Regions from separate parts of the Mus musculus genome. Here region 1 is linked to region 2. Evidence: chromatin contacts called from public promoter capture Hi-C data. All regions are on one chromosome and are shown on one strand. The core of a region is the stretch at or near the end of the contact, and the rest is flanking DNA. Distances in the headings are between cores, read along the strand shown.

Region 1 (6,219 bases), core at 1,850-4,349, 290 kb after region 2:
GTTAACAGAATACTGACTTCCAGGAAGCTAGGGATGAGAGTCTTAAAGCCCACATCCACAGTGACACACCTACATACAAGGCCATACCTTCTAATAGTGCCACTCCCTGGCCTGAGCATATACAAACCATCACATCCAAATTCTATGCTCTAATGTAGCAGTTTCATTGTTTTTTTAAAAAAATAGTAACAGAATAAAATCAGTCATAAATCAAGGCGTTCTTCAAATATATTGGTGGAAATATAAAAGGCTAGTTATAGCCAAGTAGATGACTCTCAGCTATAAACCTCAGATGCTGATAGCGTTCTTAGCCCTTTGATTGGTAGAAACTAGGTTTATTAAGTTGATGCACTCCATATGCTTTTTAGCTGTATTTGTCTTTTAAATTGAAATTAAATTAAATTAAAAAATTTGCCAAGAAACAAAGTAGAAAAAGAAAGTCATCTACGGAAGACATTCATGTTTTATTTACATATTAAGAAATAATTACCATAAGAAAGCTAAGATTTCCATTACCTCACATATTTTCTTTAAATGGTGAAAATACATGATCTACTCTACTCTTCTTGCTTTTCATTAAGTCTACTTTGACAAACAGTTTCCCCATTCTTTGGGAAACCATGAAGTAAACTCTGTTTCTCTAAGTTCAGTGTTTTATTGTGACTGTTGTTTTGGTTTGGTTTTATGGAGACAGAGTTTCATGTAGCCCAGGCTGGTCTCCAACTTATTAGGTAGCCAAGCATGGCCCTTTATTCCCATTGCTCCTGCTCCTACCACTCAAGTGCTGGAATCACAGAGATGCACTATCACTCCTGACTTGTAAATGCCACTTTTAAGATTTCTCATACAATAGCATACAAGTTTAGTTCCTTACAGACAGACACTTTAAAGCTGACTCTTCATATTATAACGCTTTCACATTGGAAATACTGGCTGTTTTCTAAGGCATCTGTACATATGAAACTTTTGGCTGTTCACAAAGTACGCTTGTTGAAGAATTAAGTCACACCTATGATTTCTCACATCAACCTAACTCTGTCCATTACACATTATAACTGAATGTGTTAATATAAACTAGCTTTAAAAATCATCAAGGCCAGACACGGTGGTTCATGCCTTGAGCCTCCAGTACAGGTGGAACTCTGAGTTGGAGGCTGGCTTGGTCTACATAGTGAGTTTCAGGTCAGCCAGGACTATGTAGAGGCCCTGCCTCAAAGTAAAAAAGGAACTGGGGATGGTAGAGCTCTTTCCTAGCATATGTAAGGTCACAGTTTGGCAAATAAAATTCCCATGATTAGGTACAATGAAGCTGAGGGTTAGAAAAGCTGGGTTAGGGCTGGGGCTCTATGAGGCGACAAGGCGGCAGACCTTCTGCACTGGCTAATCAAGAGTGAAAAACCTGAAGAGATGCAGGCAGGAAAACGGAATTAGACTAGACTTGCTATACAGTCAGAGAGAGACCACCTGGACTTCTGCTGTGAGCTTTGAAAATCCCACGGCCACATTCAAGGCAGTATTAGCACCCATGTTTCTTGGTTGTCCCTTGGTCAGGCCTGAGGAGCGATGCGACAGGCATGATGGAAGTCGAGTCCTCTTACTCGGACTTCATCTCCTGCGACCGGACAGGCCATCGGAATGCAGTCCCTGACATCCAGGGAGACTCGGAGGCCGTGAGCATGCGGAAGCTCGCTGGAGACATGGGCGAGCTCGCACTTGAGGGAGAAGCACAGGCAGAGGGAAGTACCCCAGACAAGGAAGCCAGCAGCCAGCCTGAGAGCAGTGATGCGAACACCTCGTCCTGAGTCTGCCTGTGGTCCCAAGGCTGGAAGAGACCTGCTGTACCTCCCGGACTGGAGCCCTGGCCAGCCAGGCCGACTGAGAGCCTCATGGAATCCTCTGTGGCCCCCACTCCAGCCAAGTCCTCCACCCACACCGCAGGCTCCACTCTTCCCCACCTCCCCACGGTGCTCAGGTACACTCTGAAGACAACCAGCACCACGAGATATTATTTATTCAGCTAGGCGGGGCTTGAGCCAGGCCCTGCCCCTAGGTGAGCAGCTGCCACCTGGACAGGGACTGTCCTGTCACCACTCACCCTCCAGCCAGCCTGTCTGTCAGGAAGATCTTCCTAGCCCTTTTTTAAAGCTTCTTTTACATTTTTAAAAAAACATAACTTTTTCAGAGAGAGAGAGAGAGAGAGAGAGAGAGAGAGAGAGAGAGAGAGAGAGAGAGAGAGAGAGAGAGAGAAGCTGACAATCACTTTTCTTCTGCTTTGGTTTTGGGTTTTGGTTTTGTTTTGAAAGCGGGTTTAAGCTCAGTTCTGATGATCTATGCAGCTCTAAGTTTCCTCATGGCGCCTCACAGATCCAGTTTGGGGAAAGGATTTGGATTCAAAACTAACTGACCAATTCTTTGCCCTTTTTACCAAAAGACTGATACTTAGGCCCAGGAAATAAATGCTGGTGGTTTGTGTTGGAAAAAAAGAAAAAAGAAAAGAAAAGAAAAGCTGGGTCAATTCTATTTCTGGATTCTATCCAAACTCAGCTCTGCTGTCATCTGTCCCCAGTGCATAGGATGAGAGTTCAAGGTTGTTTTTAAAAAGGAGAAGCGTAGCACATGATCCCTTAGATGTAGGTTAAAAACAAATCAATCAATCAATCAATCAATCAATCAAACAAACAAAAACTTGGCTCATGAAATAAATGAATACAAAGCCCCCTGAGTCCCTTCCGTCTGGGGAATGTCCACCCAGATCCAACCCCTTCTCTTCTCCGGAAGCTGAGTCAGGAGGATAGAGAGCCTAAATTGGCCACAGTATCTCCCGACTCCGAAGTCGTGAGAGCGGGGCCAGACCCAGCACAGAACTCCCCACCCAGGTAATCGCGTCCTTAGGGTGGCCAGGCCCGGCCGGCAACCACGAAAACAGCTCTCCGACTCGGGTTGAGGTGCTCACCTTCCTTCCAGGACGCCGGTTCCTTCTCCGCCGCCAAGTCAGGTCTCGGTGGAACCATAGCTATAGGTTCCAGAACTCCACCAGCCCGCAAATCATCAGCCATTTCAAATTTACGCGGGCGGCTGTCACAAACCAGAACGCGATGACGACATCTCTAGCGTCAGTACTCGACTAGAGGAGCATCTTCAGCTTTCAGTAACTGCTCTGATAGTCCTTCAGCGCCACCTGTGGGATTGGCGGACTGTTCTCGATCAAGTTCTTCCCAGTAACAAAAGGAAGTTGAATGTTGATGTAATTTGGAATGCTTTCTCAAAAATCAGCAAGGCAAACTTGGATGTTGAGCATAGTAGAAAAGATAATGAAAGTGAAATGATTAAGATATGCCATCTTGATTGACTCTATGTTTGCTTAAAGAGTTTTTAGGTCAGTTGACCTTGGCAACACCTTTAAGATTTCCAGAGCCTTGGCCATGGTCAGAGGTATTAAACGAAATAATTAGCAAGTTATGTCTAAAATAACTACTATTTTCTGCTAATAATAAATGCTTCAAGATTACTCTAACACCCACTTTACTTTGGTTTACCTTTAAAACTATATATCCTTGAGCTTTGTCAACAAGTAAGTTTTTAGGGGCTCAAGTTTGATCTCCAATAAAAAGGACGTAAAAGTTTTAATTGGCTTAATCAGTGTGGTTGTCAATTACAGTAGATCATTACAAACAACACAAAAGCAAACAAACAAACAAACAAACAAACAAAAACATGTATGTGTTTTAGCCACTGCTAGTGAATGCTATTACGTGTGTGTGTGTGTGTGTGTGTGTGTGTGTGTGTGTGTGTGTAAATCCCTTCATGACTCAGGAGCTGGCTACAGATGAAGCAATATTAGAATGTTGGTATAAGCAGCTCTGTCACTGTCACCATCAGGAACCAGACACTGGGTAGTTTCAAGTAATGTTAAATTATATTTAGATAGGCTGTGGTGGCATATGCCTTTAATTCTACTACTCTAGAGTCAGAAGCAGAGACAGAGACAGGAGGTAGGTCTCTAGGAGTTCCAGGCCAGATTGGTCTACAAATCAAATTCCAGTTCAGTAAGGGTGATATGGTAAAACGTCTCAAAAAGTTATATTTAGTATGCTATTTGATTAACTTTTAATAAATTAAACTGTAACTAACGTTAATAGCTATTATTTACTATACAAAATACTGCCAGCAAGTTTTACCTACAATATCTTATTTAAATTTCAAAAATCATTCTATGGAGCTGGAAAAATGTTTCAACTGATGGGATATTTGCTAGACAAGCATGAGGACGTGTTTGGTCCCCAGACCCACATAAAAAACTAGATATGATAGTAACCATTTGTAATCCCAGTGCTGGAAGAGGGATGGTTTGGAGACAGGACCACCCTGGATCTTATTGGTCAGCAAGTCTATCCAAATTGGCAAAGTTCAGGTTCAGTGAGAGAACTTATCTCAAAAAATAAGGTGGGGAGCCATAGAAAAAGACACCAGACCTAATCATCTGTTATCTACACTTATGTCCACACACTCACATGAACATGCATGTATCACAAAACATATGTAAATTAATACATAAATATTTTATCAGTCTTCAGGAATTAGTCTTGCTATCCCCCAGTAATCTGCTCCTTGCTATGTACTGAAAAAGCATGTTTTCTTAAAAAATATTCCAATGAGATAAGACGTAGCAGTACGGTCTACTCATTTCACAATGAGGTACAGACCTCATGAAAAAGTTGAATAACTTCTCCAAGCTAATTCAATAGCTTTTCCATGTCCTCTTGCTCTGGTGGCTGGCTGTTAGTCATCAAGATGTCGGTGTTTGAGGTGACTAATTGAGGCCTGAGGTGAACCAGATTCTAGAGAGTTATGTTTTTTTCCCCCCTAGTCTCCCAGCCCCTTCCCAGTGGCTCCCATGAGACAAAGTTTCTTTTGTATCACCTCGTTTTGCTCTGTAGATTGCCATCTTTACCAGCTTGCCACAGGTATCTCAGTAGCACCTTAACTTAATTCTTTCTCATCCTCGATGTCACTTCTTGAGGTATGTTGTATGAAAAAAAGTCTATTTTCAGTAACAGAAAAAAAAAAAAAGAATTTCCAGAATCAAACTTTTAGTCTTTTGTAGACTAGTCTAGTCCAATGTTCTGGGAAGTTGTGCTACTCCAGGTAGAGCTCAGCTTGGGAGAGTGGAAGCATCAGTATCATTCCGTTGCTTCATCAGCCCTGGGGATGGTGGGAGACTTTTGAAGCCTCCAAACCTCAAATATATGAACCTATGGGGCTCATCTGTATTCACACTACCACACTCGACTCCCTGGCCTCCATAGGCTTATAGCAATATTATATTGTGAAAGGCATCTAGTTCAGCTTCAAAATCCCTACAGTTTATCACAGTCTCAATTCTGTTTAAAAGTCCAACATACAAATTATAAAATACAAACTGTTAATATTTAACAAACAGAATGATTATTTTAAGATATATTTCATTGTTATGTCTCTCTTTTACTTCTGATTTTATTAATTTGGATATTGATTCTATCTTGTTGATTTTTTTCAAAGAACCAGCTCCTGGTTTTGTTGATTGTTTGTATAGTTCTTTTTGTTTATATTTGGTTGATTTCATCCCTATGTTTGATTATTACCTGCCATCTAACACTCTTGGATGTATTTTATTCTTTTTCTTCTAGAGCTTTCAGGTATGCTGTCAAGCTGCTAGTGTAAGCTCTCTTCAGTATCTTTTTGGAGGCACTTAGAGCTATGAGTTTTCCTCTTGCCACTGCTTTCATTGTGTCGCATAGGTGGTATGATGTGTCTTCATTTTCATTAAATTCTAAAAAGTCTTTAATTTCTTTCTTTATTTCTTCCTTGACCAAGTTATCATTGAGAAGAACATTAGCCAGCTTCGATTTGTATGTGAGCATTCGATTTGTTTTTGTTGGTATTTAAGACCAGCCTTAGTCCATGGTGATCTGATAGGGTGCATGGGATTATTTCAGTCTTCTTGTATCTGTTGAGGCCTGTGTTGTGACTGATTATATGGACAGTTTTGGAGAACGTACCATGAGGTGCTGAGAAGAAGATATATTCTTTTGCTTTAGGATGAAATATTTTATAAATACCTGTTAGACCCATTTGGTTCATACCTTCTGTGAATTTCATTGTATCTCTGTTTAGTTTCTGTTTCCATGATCTATCCATTGCTAAGAGTGGGGTGTTGAAGTTTCTCACTATTACTGTGTG
Region 2 (6,721 bases), core at 933-3,432:
CAAAAGAAAATCTGCAAGAGAAAGCATGGGAGCCTCGATTTCTCAGGCTTGAGGTCCAGCCTTAGTTAGGGTCCCCTTCCCAGACGATACATACTGCATCCACCAGACAATACATACTGTATCCACCAGACGATACATATTGTATCCACCAGACGATACATGCTGCATCCACCAGACGATACAAGCTGCATCCACCAGATGATACATACTGCATCCACCAGACATACATGCTGCATCCACCAGACGATACATACTGCATCCACCAGAGGATACATATTGCATCCACCAGACGATACATGCTGCATCCACCAGACGATACATACTGCATCCACCAGACGATACATATTGTATCCACCAGACGATACAAGCTGCATCCACCAGATGATACATGCTGCATCCACCAGACGATACATACTGCATCCACCAGACGATACATACTGCATCCACTAGCTTAGAAGTCTATTATCTCATGCCAGCCAGGCACAGCTTCCTCTGTCTCTCTAAACCCTGTCTTTAGATCTTTTGTCTGCCTTTTAAATCTTTTGGGTATACCATCTTCCTTCTATTGACCACCCCTGGGTCATGCTTTCCAGAACGACAAACTCCTCTATCTTCCATAATGCTCCTCTCATGCAACCCAAGTCCAAAATGAGTCATACCTCTACCCAGAAGTCAAAAGGCTTTTGGGAGTTGCTTCTCTTCTACTCCCATGTCCTGGCTATTGAACTCAGGTTGTCAGGCTTGGTGACAGACAGTTTTACTTGCTGACTTGCCTTGTCAGCTGAGGTTTCTTGTAATCTGTTAATTTACTCGGCTTCAGAGAGCCAGAAGTAGCTTCTTCCAAGGACACCCAACTACTTCCAGACTGTGGAGCAGGCCTAGGCATGCAAGTAAAAAGCTGACACCCCACTCTTCTTCAGCCATCCAACTTTGGTTGTAACTTCCACTGAACATTTCTCCATGACCCTTGTACACTCAAATCCTCCACTTCTCTGTGGACCTCTGGCTTGTATTTCCATGTCACTATCAAGATAAGTGGCTCCCATGGTCTAAGTGCTTGGGAATACCCTGTGTGACTTTCCTCTTTCACATTGGCATCTGGTCTATATATCACCCTTGGCTTATCAAACTCAGGGACACCTGTATACTAGACAAGCAGTCTACCTTCTGAGCTAGGCTTGATGTCCTTATATTATATTCTCTTTTACAAAGATGACAAGTTATTAGAAGTCTCTTCTAACTGCTTGCCCTAGAATTGTCTTTCCTCTGGTTGTACTAGGCAAGGAGAGGCCAACATCCTCCTGCATTATCCTAGGTCAAACAGTGGAAACAGCTATCACCCACTCTGACTTGTATCTCAGCTTAATCTCTCAGATCTTGCCTGATCTTTGCACCTCACAAAACCATAGCCGACATATTAATGTAATCTCCCTTCTCCTTTTCAATCCTGTGGACAGCTTCTTGGTGGGCCCAGGCCCAGCAATCCTCTAGGTTGGTCTGACCGACTCCAAGTACTGATGCCCTGGGGTGCTGAGGCCTGCAGAACGATCCAAGCTTCCTTTGCAGAGCCTAGCAGTGCATCTGAGAAACAGAGTGCAGGCAGAAAGACAAGCCAGAGCATCACAAAGAAGAGACCTAGAACTGGAAAACAAGATCCAGAGAGAGTGCCTAGTAGACGCTGCTGGGTTAAAACGTCAGAGATATGCTCTGCAGAAACCTACAGCATGGCTGGAGAAAGGCCAGGTGCCCACAACAGCCTCCGGTCGGGGCGGGGCCTGATAAGGCTGGACTGGGCTGGGGACCAGGCCTTGCCAGTTAGAGGAAGAGGCTGAAAGCAGGGATTGGGGTGAGGAGTAGCAGACCAGAGGTTGAGTGGAGTTGGGGGCGGGTCCTGGTGGCGGCGGCGGGTAGGGGGCTGTGGGCGGGGCCTGGAAACTGAAGGAGCTGGTAATAGTCTAGGGCGAGGCTGGAGGGAGGGTCCCAAGGTGCAGGATTAGGGGCTCAGGGCGGGGTCTGGAGGAGACAAACGACTATAAGGTGGGGGTCTAGGGAGGGGCCTGGTGGCGTGGGGGCGAGGCCAGGCCGCCGGTTGGGCAGTTTAGGACTCAGGGTTTTGGACCAAGCGGTTCTTTGGCCCACTGGGCCCGACCGCACTGAAGCCACGCCCTTTTCCCCTGCTCAGACCACGCCCAAGGCCCCATCAAACTCCTCCCGGAGGCCCCCTCCGGTCCTATTTCCTCCCTCGCGGGTGGAGGCTCTGTAGCGAGGAGTTTCTCGGCCCAGAGCGGTCTGCGGCTTGTCTAAGGCATCTTCGGATTAGCTGATCTCCGCACCGCCTCGGCCTGCATCTTGCTTTCTGAACCTCCAGGTAAGCAATCACCCCTCTCTGGGGGCGCCGCCCTAGTAGATACCCTCGAAACATTCCTCTCCTCCAGGGCTAAGAGCAGTCCGGCTCGGAGCCAAAACAGTCATTTAGTTTCCCATCATTTCTCCGACAAGGTATTTCTCAGAGTTTCCCATCTGGTCGGGGATCAGGTTGCATTCTGATCTGAGAGCTGTGGTGCCCCCATGGAGCAGGTGCAGGTGGTGGACATGAATAGAAAACGCGCGGGAGAGAATGGGGGTTGTCGTGACGTGGGGAATCCGGACATGTGAACAGGCACTGCGCCACAGGAATGTCTGTCACTAGAGAATTTGTACGGAGCGCCTGCTGGGTGCTACCGACCCGACAGGCGAAGGCCGAAGGCCGCAGACACAGAGATTCGGGAACCACGTAGACCCAGCCTCTGGGAAACAAGGGAGTGTGTAGAGCACTATCCAAATCCTGGAGGAAGGAGGTTGAAGTGTTGTGAGGAAGCCTATGGTGTCTGAGGGAAAGGGGCAGCCTGTCATGAGGGCACCTGCTATGGAGAGCTTTCTGGGCCCAGGCCACAAAATCCTAGGGAAATGGCCAGGCTGGTGTATTTGCAGACCAGAAAAGAGGCTGGAGTGTATACAGGGAAGAAAGGAGGTAGGGAGTGGTTGACCAGGGCTTGGAAGACAATGAGGAGCCCACAGCTCCATCCTCCGGGCTGTGTGTACAAGGGATGTTTAAGGCAGCAAGCAACAGCCATCTGATTGTGTCTTGAGAGGAAGACCCTGCCCTATGCTGGGAAAGTTGAAAAGACACCAGGGCAACCTGGACGTCTGGCTGGACCCCTGATGGAAGGTGCGTGAAGTGATAAGAGGTAAGTTAGAAATTCTGTGTTTCCCCCCAAGAATTGTGTTTCATGCTTGTTTGGAAGTGAGATGTGAGGAAGGTCTGTGTGAAGCTTTCCGAGGTGGTCTTCTGAGAATTTGGAAGGGGCCTTATTTTATTTGGGGGAAGGGCTAGGTTGAATCTAGGGCCTCATGCTAGACAAGCACTTTGCCGCTGCAGCACTTTGGTTGCTTCCTTCCTTCCTTCGTGTGTGTGTGTGTGTGTGTGTGTGTGTGTGTGTGTGTACGTGTGTGTGTGTGTACACTAACTTGTGGTGTCAATGTGTGTATGCATGTGTGTGTGCATCTATGTGTGTGTGGAGGCCAGAGATTGACTTCTTATGCCTTCCTCTCTCACTCTCCATATTAGTTCCTGAGACAGGTCTCTTAACTGAACCTGGAGGTTGTCATACTTGCATAGCAAGCGCTGTACTGACTGAGCTAGCACCAGCTTAGTCCTTAGGTTTTATTTTGAGACCACCTCACTAACTTTTTCTTTTCTTTTCTTTTCTTTTCTTTTTTTTTTTTTTTTTTTGCCGAGACAGGGTTTCTCTGTATAGCCCTGGCTGTCCTGGAACTCACTCTGTAGACCAGGCTGGCCTTGAACTCAGAAGTCCACCTGTCTCTGCCTCCCCAGTGCTGGGATTAAAGGCGTGCGCCACCACGCCCGGGCTCACTAACTTGTTTAAGCCGTCTTTGAATTCATTCTGTAAGCCAGTTACGCCTTGAGCTTGCAAAATCTATGAGTGATACGGGGATTTAGGAGACAGGGCTTCCTAAGAGAGCAGTTTGGGCTCAGCCAAGGTCCCAGGCACCAGTGTGGTCTCCAGTGGGGTGACCTGGACCTGTTGGTTGGATGGAGATCCCCAAGAAAGGAATCTCAGACTATGAACTTGCCCTGGAAGCCCCACATCCTTTACAGCTTGCCTTTTCCCAGCCGTAGAGTCAGTTTGAGTGGAGTTCCAATAGCATCACTCGGCCTGCCTTGAACCTTCTCTGAAGGCCAGCCAGGTTGCCGGAGTATTGGGGAATCTTCTTTACCTTCTCACTTTACTCACTCCTAAAGGGGGTTGTTTCCAGGAGTCAAGGCGAGAAGAGGCAATAGATAAAAGCTGGGAACTCCTGGCTGCAGGAAAGGGTTCTGAGCTTTTGTTTGCCCATCTGGAAAATGGGTCTGAAGTATCTTTCTCCTTACTGGGTCCACAGCTGTTGATAGTACTTGAAAACCTGTGCCCTTTACATTCCTGAGAACCTGTGGTTAGCTTCCATGCCTACTCTGAGGAGAACACTATCCTCTTCCAAATCCTAGGCTGTTGGCCAGTAGAGGGGTGGGGGTGGGGGCATTTAGTTGGTACAGTGCCTGGGAGGGAGTGAATGAACATTTAGCAAAAGGAGCCTCTGGGCTTACTAAAGAGGACAAAGAGAGTGGGTAAAGGCCCCTACTCCCACCCTGAGATGACACAAGAAAGCATTGCAGTGGGGAGTGCTCCCCTCTGATCTGGGTGCCCCAGGTTGCTTTCCTCTCCAGTCTGGGCTTGCAGAGCGGTGCAGCCCTCCGGCTAGTGGGTTTACCTCATTTTCCCCAGTTGTAAAATGGGACCAATAGCAGTTAAACTCCTCATATAGTTAAAAGAACCTAGGACAATGCCTGGCTAGTAATCAGTGCCTGATGAAACTAGTCTGTTAACACCGGGCTATTGCAGAGTTCATGCCTCAGGGTAGAACTGAGTGCAGTAACACGGCTTGGCCCAGAGAGTGTCAGGGAAGGCTGCATCCTGGCTGAGTGACAGCTGTCTGTGTTCTGGGTTACATGGGATGATTGGACGGAAGAAAGAGAAACACTGTGGGATGAATTCATGCTTTCTCAAGCAACAGGGGGATCAGCCTCTCGAGGACTGAATGCTGGCAGCTTCCTAGAAGCGCTTTAAAAAAATTATTTACTTTACATCCAGACTGCAGTTTCCCCTCCCTCCTTTCCTGTCAGTCCTCCTCCCCACCAATCCCCCCTCCCTTTCTCTTCAGAAAAGGGGAGACCTCCCATAGATATCAGCTAGCCTTGGCTTAGCAAGTTGCAGTAAGACTAGGTGCATCTTCTCGTGAGGCTAAATGAGGCAGCCCAGTTAGGGGAAAAGGATCTAAAGGCAGGCAACAAACTCTGAGACAGCCCTACCCCTGTTGTTGGGAGTCCCACATGAAGACCCAGGCGCACAACTGTTACTTATGTGCAGACGGCTTAGGCCATCCCTATGCATGTTTTTCTAGAAGTGCTTTTTATTGTGACACAAAAGGCGCTTTTAGCAAGTTAATTTTTGTTTATCAAAACCTTGTATCTGATCTAGGGTTCATCTTGAAAGAACCATCGCCTAAGCAATTCTAAGCCATACCTCGCCCTGGTATGTCCTGGGACTAAGTTATGCAAACACTCTGAGCACAGCCTCAGAAGGTCTTAGCTAACAGCCACTGAGAAAAGGTTAGGTGCCCTCTGGAATTCATGCCAGATAGAATGGCTCTGTTAAAATTCTGCTATGGTGATTCAACTAAGGATGGATTGGGCAGAGAAACAGTATTCCAAACCAAAAAGGATAAGCAGATACAAGGCTCCAAGCACATTGCTGGGCACTTGGAGGAGTAATTAGTAGAGATTTGAAAGAACATTGAGATCTATGGGGGCTGGAGAGATTGCTCATTGGTTCTTGCTTGCAGAGGACCTGAGTTCAGATCCCAGCACCCCCAATTATGTGGCTTACAACGACTTGGTGAAACTCTAGCTCCAGGGAATTTAATGCCCTCTTTTGGCCTCTTCATGCAACACAGTCATGTTCTTGTGTTTTCTGCCAGCCCCACCCCAACACCTATCAACTAACTAACCACCCCTCACCCTACAAAACAACCTTGAAGTCTAGGGGAGAGCAGGATGGCTAGGCCTCAACAAGGAATTTATATGTTATTTTAATCCTAGAGAACAAAACAGTGGGTGTGTATGGTGCTTGTGGTGGCAGGAGCCAGGAGACCAGAATAGAGGTGACTGTTCTAGAGAGGTTTGGATGGGTGAGAATTCAATGAATCTTGGATAGACTAGGTGGGATGGAGCTGTGGTTGGAGAAGACACTAATGTGTGTGGCTGACATGAGACGAACATTGTTACATTGAAGCCAGCAATCTGTTTCTGGTATCTGCCCTTTGTCATGTCTTTGGACCCCAAGCTGGTAGAGGAGTGACACAGGGCAGGCTTTGGAGTAACAAAATGGGAGCTAACTGGGAGACAGGGCAGAACATAGGTGGGAGGCAAGGACCAAGGGTGCTGTGGGTTTAGTAAAGAGGAAGTCTGGTCAGCAATATGGCTCACTGGATAAAGACCCTTGCTGCCAAGTCTAATAACCCGAGGTTGATCTTCAGAATCCATATGGTGGAAGGAGAGACCTAACTCCTTTAAGTTGTTCTCTGAGCTTCACATACACTGTGGCACTCACATACACACATCCAC

What was found. Promoter capture Hi-C pulls out the DNA fragments that hold promoters and counts their contacts.
Region 1: a promoter capture Hi-C map of stem cell-derived epiblast-like cells shows a contact between it and region 2, with 2.0 times the contacts expected there. The contact joins the promoter of Shcbp1 here to the promoter of Cers4 in region 2. A contact is called at or near these places in 2 of 39 promoter capture datasets (the 3T3-L1 cell line and stem cell-derived epiblast-like cells).

What each region holds. Positions count from the first base shown.
Region 1 is chr8:4,776,468-4,782,686 of GRCm38.p6, forward strand. Shcbp1 (Shc SH2-domain binding protein 1) reads right to left here and starts at 3,100. Exons shown (of 13, transcript NM_011369.3): 1 at 2,954-3,100. The coding sequence starts at 3,056. It also overlaps the pseudogene Gm6334.
Region 2 is chr8:4,491,223-4,497,943 of GRCm38.p6, forward strand. Cers4 (ceramide synthase 4) reads left to right here and starts at 2,183. Exons shown (of 11, transcript NM_026058.4): 1 at 2,183-2,368.